Linked DNA regions of Mus musculus: all the other regions are linked to region 1. The links are chromatin contacts, called in public promoter capture Hi-C maps. All regions are on one chromosome and are shown on one strand. Each heading gives the region's core, a stretch centred on a gene start, on an enhancer-like site or on the middle of the called end of the contact. The rest is flanking DNA. Distances are from core to core; before and after follow the strand shown.

The links. Capture Hi-C pulls out chosen DNA fragments and counts their contacts.
Region 2: a contact with region 1 is called in a promoter capture Hi-C map of liver. The contact joins two enhancer-like sites. A contact is called at or near these places in 3 of 39 promoter capture datasets (liver and pre-B cells), 2 of 484 Hi-C or Micro-C datasets (both in liver), 1 of 115 datasets of contacts at active chromatin or transcription factors (embryonic stem cells) and 3 of 9 other capture datasets (adipose tissue, liver and pancreatic islet).
Region 3: a contact with region 1 is called in a promoter capture Hi-C map of pancreatic islet. The contact joins two enhancer-like sites. A contact is called at or near these places in 1 of 15 datasets of contacts at CTCF or cohesin (large pre-B cells), 1 of 484 Hi-C or Micro-C datasets (germline stem cells), 2 of 115 datasets of contacts at active chromatin or transcription factors (embryonic stem cells and extraembryonic endoderm stem cells) and 3 of 9 other capture datasets (adipose tissue, liver and pancreatic islet).

Annotation. Positions count from the first base shown.
Region 1 is chr14:47,202,591-47,206,746 of GRCm38.p6, forward strand. No RefSeq gene overlaps it. Among named protein-coding and RNA genes, the nearest start is that of Gch1, 15 kb to the left of the region's middle. Within about 2 kb of position 2,326, at least 9 of the 459 cell types and tissues checked have an H3K27ac peak or open chromatin away from gene starts, as enhancers often do. A contact at or near this core is called in liver and pancreatic islet, where this site is marked.
Region 2 is chr14:47,302,766-47,306,740 of GRCm38.p6, forward strand. All of the region lies in intron 1 of Mapk1ip1l (mitogen-activated protein kinase 1 interacting protein 1-like), which reads left to right. Among named protein-coding and RNA genes, the nearest start is that of Mapk1ip1l, 6.5 kb to the left of the region's middle. Within about 2 kb of position 2,531, at least 18 of the 459 cell types and tissues checked have an H3K27ac peak or open chromatin away from gene starts, as enhancers often do. A contact at or near this core is called in liver, where this site is marked.
Region 3 is chr14:47,085,402-47,089,401 of GRCm38.p6, forward strand. It overlaps Samd4 (sterile alpha motif domain containing 4), which reads left to right. Exons shown (of 13, transcript NM_001037221.2): 10 at 2,358-2,559; 11 at 3,643-3,769. Among named protein-coding and RNA genes, the nearest start is that of Gm10371, 29 kb to the right of the region's middle. Within about 2 kb of position 1,535, at least 146 of the 459 cell types and tissues checked have an H3K27ac peak or open chromatin away from gene starts, as enhancers often do. A contact at or near this core is called in pancreatic islet, where this site is marked.

The DNA of each region.
Region 1 (4,156 bases), core at 1,076-3,575:
AAGGACTGCATAACAAAGACCTCTCTCTCTCTCTCTCTCTCTCTCTCTCTCTCTCTCTCTCTCTCTCTCTCTCTTTCTCGAATTCACCCTTCTTCATCCCAGTATCATACTCACCAAAAAAAAAAAAAAAAAAAAAATTGACAAATAGGAATTGGGGTCAGGCTAAAGTTGATTCAGAAAAAATAGTGTGGCCCTTACCTCATGATTATGGAAATTTAGATCTCTCAAACATATCTGCAATCTGGGTGTCGTATCCCTTACACAAAGATGAAGCCCAACCAGACTGAAAAGATTCCTTCAGGTCACACAATTAATGAGTGATGTGTTCCCATCTTATGAATCTTCAAACTTACTCCTTTTATCCAGCGTCAAGAGGCTGGTGGTAGTGTACACCTTTAATCTCAGCACTCAGGAGGCAGAGGCAGACAGATCTCTTTGAGTTCAAAGACAGCCTGGTCTACAGAGTGAGTTCCAGGACAGCCCAGGCTACACAGAGAAACCCTGTTTCAAAAAGCCAAAACAACAACAAAAAAACACAAAACAAACACACACACAAAAGTATGTACTTAAAATATGCCCCGCACACACTTAAAACCTAGTTTGAGACCATAAATATTTCCTATAGAATGTATCAGGTAAACTCCAGAAAACATTTTTCCTGGAAAAAAAAATACATCTGATTCCTACAAATTGAATTCAAAATCATGATCAACTTTTCTGTCCAACGAGAATCTGTGATGGTTTGAATATGTTTGGCCCAGGAAGTGGCACTATCAGGAGATGTGGCCCTGTTGGAGAAAGTGTGTCACTGTGTGGTAGACTTGGAAACCTTCCTCCTAGCTGCCTGAGGAGTCAGTCTTCTGTTTGCCTTCGGAACAGGTATAGAATTCTCAGCTCCTCCAGGGCCATGCCTGCGTGGATGCTGCCATCCATGATCCTGCCTTGATGATAATGGGCTGCACCTCTGTACCTGTAAGCCAGCCCCAATTAAATGGAAGAGTTGCTTCAGTAATGCTGACCCTTCACAGCAATAAAATCCTGAGACAGAATAAATAAGATATTTTATTTCATTTAAAAATATTTTCTTCTGGTTGAGGATGTAGCTTAGTTCCCTTGACTGGGATGAATCACTGAATTCGATCTCCGGTACTACACAAAAAAATAAAATTGCTTTTTTCTTTGACCACAAAACTATGACCATAAAACCCCAGGGCTGAGGAAAAGGGCTTCAGACTGAAGCCCTGCAGACTGGAATCCCAAGTTGTCCTCACTCATGGCCTTGGAGAAATGTTATATCGCTCTGAGATGCAATATTCTCACCAGAAGAAAAGAAAAGCTATTTGGAAAATAAGAACAAGTGTAAATAAAAGAGACATGGTAAATGTGCCTGAGCAGTACAGTTAGGATACCCACAACAAAGACAGGTGCCCCTTATTCTTCTCTCTCTGTCTCCTATCAGCTTTGCTACAGAATAGCAGAAAGCCTCTCATCTAAGATTTCTAGAAAACAAAAGGCGAACTGCTTTGTGTGTGCTGCACCTGCCCATACACTTACTTAGAGGCCCCATATCCTGGAAATCAATGTGGCTATTTGCCTGTGGACATAGTTTCCCAGCAACGCACATTTGAACTGATTCAGGCTCCTCCATCAAGTGTCTCTTTGCAAGCTTCCATAAATATTAGTATTAAACCTGCTTAAGGGAAATGAGCAACTGTTATGTTTGTACACTGTCTTCCTCCTGGGATTTTATAACGCTGAGCAGAGAGCCTTTCCTGAGCTGCCACCGACAGGGGAAGCAGCAAGGCTTCCGCATGTAAACAGAGCAGATGTTCGGCTGTATTTCCAGGGTCTTCCATCCTAAGGAAAAGGTACAGTCGCTCTATGAACCTTCAAAATCATTTGCTAACAGACATGAAGGATCCAGGAGATATTCTGACTTTCCCGCACAGGGGTCTACCCTGACATTTTCTCTCTCCCCGTCGGGACAGACTGGTATGCACCTTTAAGACAAAATAACACTCCGGTTATTGCCAAGACATTTAGCAAACAGTATATAAATTCTCCATGTTTTAAGTGTAAATATTCTTCACTTTAAATTCCCTTTATCCTTTCCACATCTGATTTAAAAGGAAAACAAGCCAGTACTGCTGGAATCCCTACAGATAGGACATTTACTCTGCTATTCATTAAGTGGGTGGGGTTTTATTTGTGATTGATAAACAAGCTTATCATAGTTTAATAATGAAGGGTAGGGGGCAGCCTATACCCGTTGGTTCTGCTGCTTCTGTGTGGACTCAGGGGATTGAACTCTGTTTATCAGGTTTGATAGTAGGTGCCCATACCAGCTGAGCCATCTCTCTGGCCCCTGATAAGTAGTTGTTATTGGCTAGGCAAAGATCATGTCAGCACTAGAGAAATAGAAACAGGCAGGTCTATGTGAGTTCAAGGCCAGCCTGATCTACAAAGTTAGTTCCAAGACAACCAGGACTACACAAAGAAACCCTGCCTCAAAAGACAGACAGACAGACAGACAAAAAATCAGAAATAAACGAAGGAGGAGGAGGAGGAAGAGGAGGAAAAGTAATAGGGAGGAGGGAGTAAGGAGGGGGGAGGGGAGAAGAGGAGGTTGTTATTAGAAAAAATAACAATTTTTATTAACATTTAAAGCCCCATAATTTCACCTTTTACAGTCATTTTACTGTACTTCTGATTAGGTCCTATTTGTGTTGTCTTTTAAGTTATTTAGTGTGTATTTGTGTGTGATTAGAGGGAGAGAGGCAGGCGTGTCACAGAGCATGTGTAAAGGACTAGAACAACTTTGTAGAGTTAGTTCTCTCCTTTCCCCTCTTGGGTCCAGGCTATTGACCTAGGTCATTGGGCAACTAGTGCCTTTACCAAGGGTGCTGAGTCACTCTGCCAGCCTGGTTTTAGCAGTTTTGTTTGGTTTTGGCTGATTGGTTGGGTTTTTTGTTTTGGTTTGGTTTGGTTTGGTTTGGTTTTTCAAGACAGGGTTTCTCTGTGTAGCCCTGGCTGTCCTGGAACTCACTTTGTAGACCAGGCTGGCCTCGAACTCAGAAACCTGCCTGCCTCTGCCTCCTAAGTGCTGGGATTAAAGACGTGAGCCACCACTGCCTGGCGATTGATTGGTTTCTTACTTGATTTGTATGAGACAGTATCTCACTATGCTGCCAAGGTTGGCCTTGAACTCCTCATACTACTGCATCATCCCATGAGTAGTGGGATTACAGCTGTGAACCACAGCCTGCCATGTCTACCTTGCTGTATTTCTTTTTAATGTTTTCCTATATCCAGACATTTTTTTCCTTTAAATTATTACCTTCCATTAACAATCCACATTTTTATGTCACCGTTATACATTTTTCATACCACAACAAAACTTTCTGTCTTGTTTCAGTTTTACTTTTATCTTTTGTATTCCATAAGGCAGTCACTTTGCCTTTACATATTGTTCTTGTTATTATTGTTGTTGTTGGGTTTTTTTTTTTTGAGATAGAGTTTCTCTGTTTAGCCCGTCCTAGAACTTTCTCTGTAGACCAGGCTAGCCTCAAATACAAAAATCCACCTGCCTCTGACTCCCAAGTGCTGCTGGGATGAAAGACATGTGTCACCACACCCAGCTTGTTGCTGTTGCTGTTGTTGTTGTTGTTGTTGTTATAGACTGAGTCTCACTGTATAGTTCTTGCTGTGCTGGAACTCACTCTATAGACCAGGCTGGCCTTAACTCATGGAAATCCATCTGCCTCTGCCTTTCAAGTGCTGGGATTAAAGATGTGCAACACTACACCTGGTCTTATTATTCAATTTTAAATAAATTAAATTTATCTTCCAATATATAAAAACAAAAGTTGGGCTTATTAAAGAAGTAAAACAGAGAGACACCCAAACGCCACATACTGTGGAGAGAGGTGGAACTACAGACATGACAGTAGTGACAAAAGGCAGAGCCTGTGTAGCCACCTGGGGTTAAGGTGATGTCTGGGCCTAGGATGCTGTTAAGGGCCATGGCTGGGTCTGTGACCCTACTGCAGCTGGGATCTGTGCTGATGTCTGTGACCGGAGTTACCACCAATGACTATGCAGATGTCCCTGGTCTGGGCTGCCACCTGAGTCCAAGTACTGTGCTGAGCTGGCCCTG
Region 2 (3,975 bases), core at 1,281-3,780, 100 kb after region 1:
CTGTAAGTCAACATGATAAATACAGTAACTTTAGGACAGTGAAAGGATTGTGTGTGATACTCTGCCACTAAGACCAGGGATCCAAACAATGCCCAGCACTATTGGTTACATTATGCTGATTAGGAAAATCTAGAGAACAGCTTGAAAAGAGACTCTTAATTAGTAGTTCTGGTATCCCGTCGAATGTAAGCCCATACCTTTAGTAGGCATGTGAATGTTATGCTGTGCTGTGCCAATAGGAAGTGACTCAAATCCCAAGGAAACGTTAACTGCCGTCCTTTCTTCAGATGAATGAATGAGTCTGTTATGGCCCCAAGGTCCAGGTTCAAACGTGGATTTATTAGTAAAGCCACTTCTCCCTTAGTATACGGGGTGTAGCCTGGCCCCGGCTGGGCAGCCGTGACTTCTGATGCTATGGTTGGTGTCTCCCTTCGCCCTTTAGTTGGACTTTGCAGTCTTTCTGGTAACTTGCACTGTCTGCTTGCCCTCTCATTGACCTTAATGGTGAGACCTGAAGAAGAATCCATTCCAGTGTGTCCATACTCAACGACAGATGTATGCCCTTCACCGTTTCCTTCTGGGAAAGAAGAATAGGGCAGATTAAAGCACCAGCTTGCGTCTTTCCTTCTGTAATGAAACCAGTGAGCTGAGGTGGAGCATGAGTGAGTGTGGTTAGCAAAGAATGTGTGCAGGGTTTTAAGCAGATTGTGGTCCTGGTAGTAATGGAGTCATAACAGCCTGAAGACAGGTAAAGCAGCCTCAGTGGGTGGCCGTCCTACAACATCAGCAGCAGCTGAGACAATACGAGTTTATGAATTCACCATAGTAGATGAGTCAAAACAGCCAGTTCCACCTGATAGGCTGAGGAAAGAAGTACTAATAGATTGAATGTCTAGGCCATGAGTCCTTCCTATACCCTTAGGTGAGCCATCAACAAAATGAGTATCTGCCTGTGGAATGTCAGAAGGTTGGACAGTTTTTAAATCACAAATTCAGTTTGTATGAGAAAATCCCATAGCTTACCAGCTGCAAAATGATTTATTACTATGGAAGGAGTTCCATAGTAATAACTAAATTTGAAAACCCATAGAGTTCTGTAATGCTCTGAAAAACTGATAGTTAAGGGTAATAAATACAGCAAGGATTGAACCCATATAATTGTTGACGTCAGGTCCTCCTCTGATTTACTAATTGAGCAAGAAGGGTACGGTGTGCGGTTAGCATTTTATGGCCTCTGAGTTATAAGTGAATCCGTTCCAAAGGCTTATCCTCTGGTGCTATGTAACACCTGTGGGAAACCATTCAGTAAGGAGAATGAGTAGGCTTAAAGGCAGTGAAGAATCCACAGGATTTAAAAAAAAAAATGCTTTTTTTGATTCAGAATTCAAATAGCCAAAGTTCTTTTGTTGCCTTTAGTGCTACTATGTGAGGGCTGTAAAGTACCATCTCTCTCCTTTTAGATAGATAGGTTGACGCATATAAACATTTTTATTTTGTTGAAATTGCATTAGAAATACCAAGCAGAGCGTGTGAGGCTGGGTAGGAGTTGGTAAATGACTTCTGTCTCCTTGCCTTGTCCTAGCTTGCCTAGGTTATAAACTTAGCAGTTGCTCAGGTTCCCCTAAGTCCGTCTAAGGTTAGATTGATTATCAGATTCCTGACGCCGTGCTTCGAGTCCTATTCAGGCAAAGGAGGTAGATGCATCGCTAAAGGAGACTGCAGTAGGGAGGCTGAAGGAGTCGCCACCAGCACAGCTATCCGTGACACTGTTCTTACTGTAGATTGTACCTGAACAGAAAAAATGCCATTTCTTGCCTCTTTTACCAATTTTAAGGTTTCATCATCTAGTTTATATTAATTCAAGGAACTAGCCATCTCTTCCTTAAACATTTGGATAACAGTCTGAATTAATGCCCAAGAGACCCAAAATTGAACAAGTCCCTTTTCTGGGCACCATTTATCACTGCTAAAGAGGCAGTGGGTCCTAGAAGAATGGAGCAGATAAATGAGGTAGGCCACAGGCAGACATTAGTCAAAGCTCGGGGAATCCTGAGGAAGAGGGAGAAGGAGGATTGTAGGAGCTAGAGTGGACAAGGACACCAAAAGAACATGGCCCACAGAATCAACTAACCAGGCTCATAGGGGCTCTCAGAGACTGGGTAGACAATCAGGGAGCCTGCATGGGTCTGAACCAGGCCCTCTGCGTGTATGTTATTGTTGTGTGGGAGCAGGGCTGACTGACGCTTTCGCCGGCTTTGGAGGTGCTTTTCCTCCTATTGGGTTGCTTGTTCCACCTTGATGTGAGAGCATGTGCCTGGTCTCACTGACTTTCTGCACCAGGTAACTCCCTGCTCTTTTCTGAAAGGGAAGGAGTGGGTGTGGGGAAGAGGAGATGGAGAGGAGGGAAGGGAAACTGGCTGGAGTGTAATATATGAGAAAAGAGGAAATGAATGAGTCTCATCAGCAGTCCACCTATCTCAGCACCTCAGACAATCTATACTCTGAGAGTTACGGGATTCATATGAGTAAGTGTCTCGTCACAAGGGCAAGGTTCTTAGAGTGTGCTTGGACACAGTATAAACAAAAACCTGCAGTGTGTGTTTTTGTTTTGCTTTTGTCTCCAAATCTCAAACTAGAAACAATAATCATGCTTAAACATCAGAAACATTTTCAGGAGTATTAATAACAAGACCCATGTACTACCATCACTGTTTAACCTTCCGTTACTTGAGTCCTAGCTGATGAAAAAGAGAAAGGATCTGTTGGTATTGGGAAAATACGATAAAGCCGTTGCCTGGCAATGATAGGATCAACTGGAAAAACTTTTTCAGGGAAGAAAATAATCCAGTAATGTCATAGCTTGCAAAAGCTATATTCTGCTCAGATATGAGTAACCAGTTAGAGAAATGGCTCAAGGGACCTATTTACAGCCACATGAAAAGAAAGGTACAGCAAGGTGGGTGTAGCGGTTCACGCAGCTCCCAGGTGCTGTACTGTTGAAGCTCAGTCCAGCCTGGGAGCAGTGACACCTAAGAAGGAAAGCACATGTCGGTATCTGCCTGTACCTTGTTCTGGATGAGGTCTGATGATGTTTTAAACACATCTGCTATCTCCCAAACTTCATCAACAAACAGGTATTTCCCACCGGAACATTGGGTGTTTTGTTCTTACTACCAAAACAAAACCCTGGGAAAAGTAACCATGAAATTCAGGAAGAGTTGAAGAAACTACAAGGAAGCTAGCACAACTCTTTAAAACACAAAGGGATCCTAGTTTTATGTGCGTGCTTCCTACAGGTGGGCAGGGGGAGAGTCCTCCATACTTGTGAGGATAATTGGATCTGCTGCCTGGTCAGCTGGGGTCAGCCTGTACCTGTGTTTGAGCCTCTGCTCTGTTTAAACAAGTTGACCTTCGTTTCCTGCACCTGTAAGCTGGGGTGTTAATAACGTTTGCATTGTAGAAAATACCCCTGTTTACAGTAAACATTCAGTAAATACTGTTGCCGGTGGCAGCAAGAGTTTTAAAGGACTAAGTTATTACTTACTACTTAGAAGAATTGTGAAATGGTAAACATGCTAAACCACAAGCATACCGGGTGGTGGCAGCGCACGTCTTTAATCCCAGCACTTGGGAGACAGAGGCGGGCAGATTTCTGAGTTCGAGTGAATTCCAGGACAGCCAGGGCTACACAGAGAAACCCTGTCTCGAAAAACCCCCCAAAAAACCCACAAGCATACTCTTGAAGTGGTTATCTTTGTTAAGCACAAAATTGAGTTCACAAGTAGGAACAGATTAATAAGCTACAAAAGATTAAAATTTGTAACACTAAAAGAAATACCATTTAAGAAAGTTAAAAGGACCTTTGCAGAAAGTTCTTGTCTCATAAAACAGCTAGTGTTCTTTCCATGTAACAAAATGGAGTGATGTGTTATTACCAATTATGAAATGATGGGGGGGGTTGCTATCTTATTCTGG
Region 3 (4,000 bases), core at 285-2,784, 120 kb before region 1:
TCTGGGATATTTTCACACTGTTAATTTATTTTGAGAAACCATTTCTCCCATAAAAAAGTAACCGCAGGCAAGCCCCTGCTTTAAATTATCTCACAAATCCCAAATTAATTGCTTCTTATTAATGTTATTTTTATCAAAGTCTTTTCATGCGTTTCAAGGAAAGGACATCAGTTAGACTCAGAAAAGCAGAGAAGGTGAGGCAGACAAGCTCGGGGGTAGGAGGCAGGATGGAGGAGGGGCCAAGAGTGGGACTTTAATTTGGCATTTGTTCTTTCTTGGGAAACATAATTATTTCCTTAAGCTGAGTGGTCCTAACTGACCTCAGAGTTCAATCCCACTGTCAGCGGCAGCAACTCTAGAAAAACCTGGCTTTGTAAAAATAACCTTTTGAGGACACCACAGCTAGACTCCACCATCAGGAAGAAGAAGGCCTCTCAAAATTCTGCCTCCGCTATACTGTAACCACCACCACCACCACCACCACCACCACCACCACCTCCCAGACCCCGGAATACTCTGGGCTTTACTCCTTCTCCCAAACAGCTGAGTCCTAACTCTTGGGAATGTCAGGGTTCTCCTTTTCTTCACCGACTGCCCTAACAGAGCCTTCTGGCCTTGATGTGGCTAGAAAATACAGTCTTGATCCAGGTCTGATTTTCTTGAGTAGTCCCAGCACTTGGGTGGTTGAGGCGGGAAGGCAGTTTGAGGCTAGCTTGTGTTACATAGTTAGACCCTGTCTCAAAAAAAAATTTTTTTACAAGCTACAGTGTTGCTTTCGTGGAAGAACAGATCATTTTAAGGCAACACTCATCCACTACTGTTTTGCATATAGAAATAGCCTTCTAAAAATCCAGCCAAAGAGGGAAGTGAGAAAAATCTATTCACACCAAGTAAGGGGTGGGGGGAGTCTTAGCAGATACTGATCATCTATCTGCCAGGTGGCCCAAATTCTGACTTCAGAAGCCAGAGGACCTGTTCTTAACAGCTGAAAGCGGAAATCCCCCCCCATTCCCCCCCCACACTTGCTGCCACTTTTACAAGTTACCTCCCTGGGGTCTCTGATTGCATGGAATGGCCTCACGCTAATTTTCAGTTTTCAATGAGGAAAGGGAAGATAAGATAAACAGAGAGACCAAGAACCCAAGAGAAGAACCTCTTCTTCTGAATGGGTTCTACAACACCCTTCTTGGCCTCAAAAGCCTGGAACCTTCTCTCCCTAAGACATTTAGGAACTCGGGAACTTTTGCATTGCCACCTCAGACGCCACCTCCCCTCCCCCCGCCCCGCACTCACACACAACCATCTCTGGCGCAGGAAGTACCTGCTGTGAATGGCCCCCTGGACCTCCACTGGCTAAGCTAAATCAGCTCATCTGCAGGGTCTTCTGGTAAGCTTGGCGAAAACTCCCCAGTTTAGCAACCAAGCGACTCTGCTCCATCTAGTGGCCGTTGCCCGCCACGCAGACCTCCTTCACCCTCCTGAATAACTAAAGCTGCCTGACTCCCTTGGAAAGAATGTGTCCGGTTCCAGAAGCCCGGGGCTGGTGGAGGCTTCTCCGCTGAGCTCATCCGACCCCGCTGGGAGCAGCCTCCTGCGTGGACCCGAAAAGCGGAGCCTTGCCAGCCCTGGTGAGGGCCGCCCTGCAGGAAAGACCTGGGGAACGAAGAGACTGGACTATCCTAGGTGTGTATGGAGTCATCCACACACCGCAGTGACCTCCCAGTTGGAGAAATATCAAACAGCATTTACTCTGCAAAATTCTGACTCCGTGCCTCGGGCCTGGGACATAAGGGGCTGAAGAAGACACATACAGTCCTTTCTAACAGAGCTTATATTTCAATCGGGTCCTCCATCTAAGACTGCTTACAGACAACCTGATCAGCAATGAACCACGCCATCATGGAAGGCGCACCAGAACGGAATCAGATCCAGATACTGACCCTACTATTTTGCTTTGTGGCTTCTTGAAAGGCACCATGGCCTCATGCACAGACCCACAGGTTGGACTAGACAAGAATAGAAGGCAGGGGACTCTTTGAGCTCCCCTTTTGGGTTCATATTTGAGTGCTGCCCCCTGCTGGTTGTGTGTCGATAGCAAAATCCTCAAGCTTTCTGAGTTTTTCTAGCAGTGAAGATTAGGAAGCCTACTTCATAGGGCTGTCTTGTGGGTTAAGAGTAGTGTGCATGCGCCAACATTTAGCATGTGCTGTTGCTTTTAGATACTAGGTACAGTTTGATTCATAGCCTATTATTGGCACCCCCAAACCTCTTGTCAGTCCCCAAGAGACCCCACTGGCAGCCTGGGCTATGTAGGGCTGGAGCCAGAACCTCTGGATCTCTTCTCTTTGCTCTCACAGTCGTGGCTTTGGGCAGTCCAACTCCCTCCCAACAGCCAGCTCTGTGGGCAGCGGCATGGGCAGACGGAACCCACGACAGTACCAGATCGCATCTCGGAATGTCCCTTCCGCCCGCCTTGGTCTCCTGGGCACCAGTGGATTTGTCAGCTCCAACCAGCGCCACACCGCTGCCAACCCCACCATCATGAAACAAGGAAGACAGGTTTGTTCTGCTCTGGGGAGCAGGGAGGTTGACCAAGCTCAGGGACTGAGGCTTTAAGATGTCTCCAACCCAGACAGTCTCCTGCATGGAAAGATAAGACCCCAGGGGAATCTAAACCAGGAGATAGCTGAGCCTATGCTTGTCAGGTAATCACTGTTTGCGTTGTTTCCCTGGAGACGGAAAAACTCATGTCTGCTGCTTGGGAAAGCTAGTGCTACATTTATCTCTGGGACCCTTGTAGACAGGCATGCAAGGGCTACTTCTGCTTGATCTTTGCCCCCCCCCCAACATACCCCATCACCTTCCAGGTCTGGGTGGGCATTTAATAAGCTTCCTTTGACTTTTTCCTCACAGTCCCGGCTGCAATGGTGAGTCCACAGGATTGTTTGGGAGGCTGTCCCTTGCTGTGAGATTGACAGTGACCTCTCTGCCCCCCTGAGCCCAACCTTGCCTTTCCCTAAATGTTCATTCCCTCAGCCCCCTGAGGCAATAGAGGTTGGCCTGGGCCTGGGAACATACAAGCAGGCCTGATGAGAGGTTGTCTTTAAAACAGAAAGGCTTCACCAGGAGGAGGCTGGTGGCAGTCCCTCCCAATGGGAAGGGCATGTCTGAGAAGCCCTGATATCAGTTCTAGGCAAGGTCACTACAGGACACACGAGCTGCATGATATACAGGCCTGTTGCCAGTACTGACTCTTTCTTTTCTCCTCAGTGTGGAGTAAATTTGGGGACTCTCAAAAAGAAATTCAAATAAGAGCCTTAAACTCATTATACTGTTTGCTACAAGTATTTCTAAGACAACCCCCCCACACACACACACACATACTCCCTTTAAGAAATATATGGAGTAAAAACACTTTTGGAGATGGGGAGAGGGGAAGGTGGCTCAAACTTAAAGCGAGGCCTGTGAATGAGCCTCAAATGGGACAGTCTCAGCCATCTCTCAGTAAGTCCATGGCGGGTAGCATGGGCCTTTCCAAAACTGTCCTGGGATACCTGTCTCCCGAGTTCCAGCTGGGGCTCTGCCTCCCCACATCCCCACAGGGTCTGGACTAATGCCCCCCTCTTGTATGTCCCTCCCTAGAACCTCTGGTTTGCCAACCCTGGGGGCAGCAACAGCATGCCCAGCCGCACCCACAGCTCCGTCCAGAAGACCCGCTCGCTGCCCGTGCATACTTCCCCACAAAACATGCTGATGTTCCAGCAACCAGGTAGGGCCTGGCTAACTCGCTCCCTTCTCTCTCTCTCTCTCTCTCTCTCTCTCTCTCTCTCTCTCTCTCTCTCTCTCTCCCTTGACGCAGAATGGAGGCTGGGATGCCAGAATAGACGCCCTGGTGACCCAGCCGGAAAGTGCTGAGCCTCAACTGTCACCACACATTCTTTAGAGCTGCCGAAAGCCTTTCCTTTTTTAAACCATGCCTTGCCAGTGTGAGCAGAGGCTG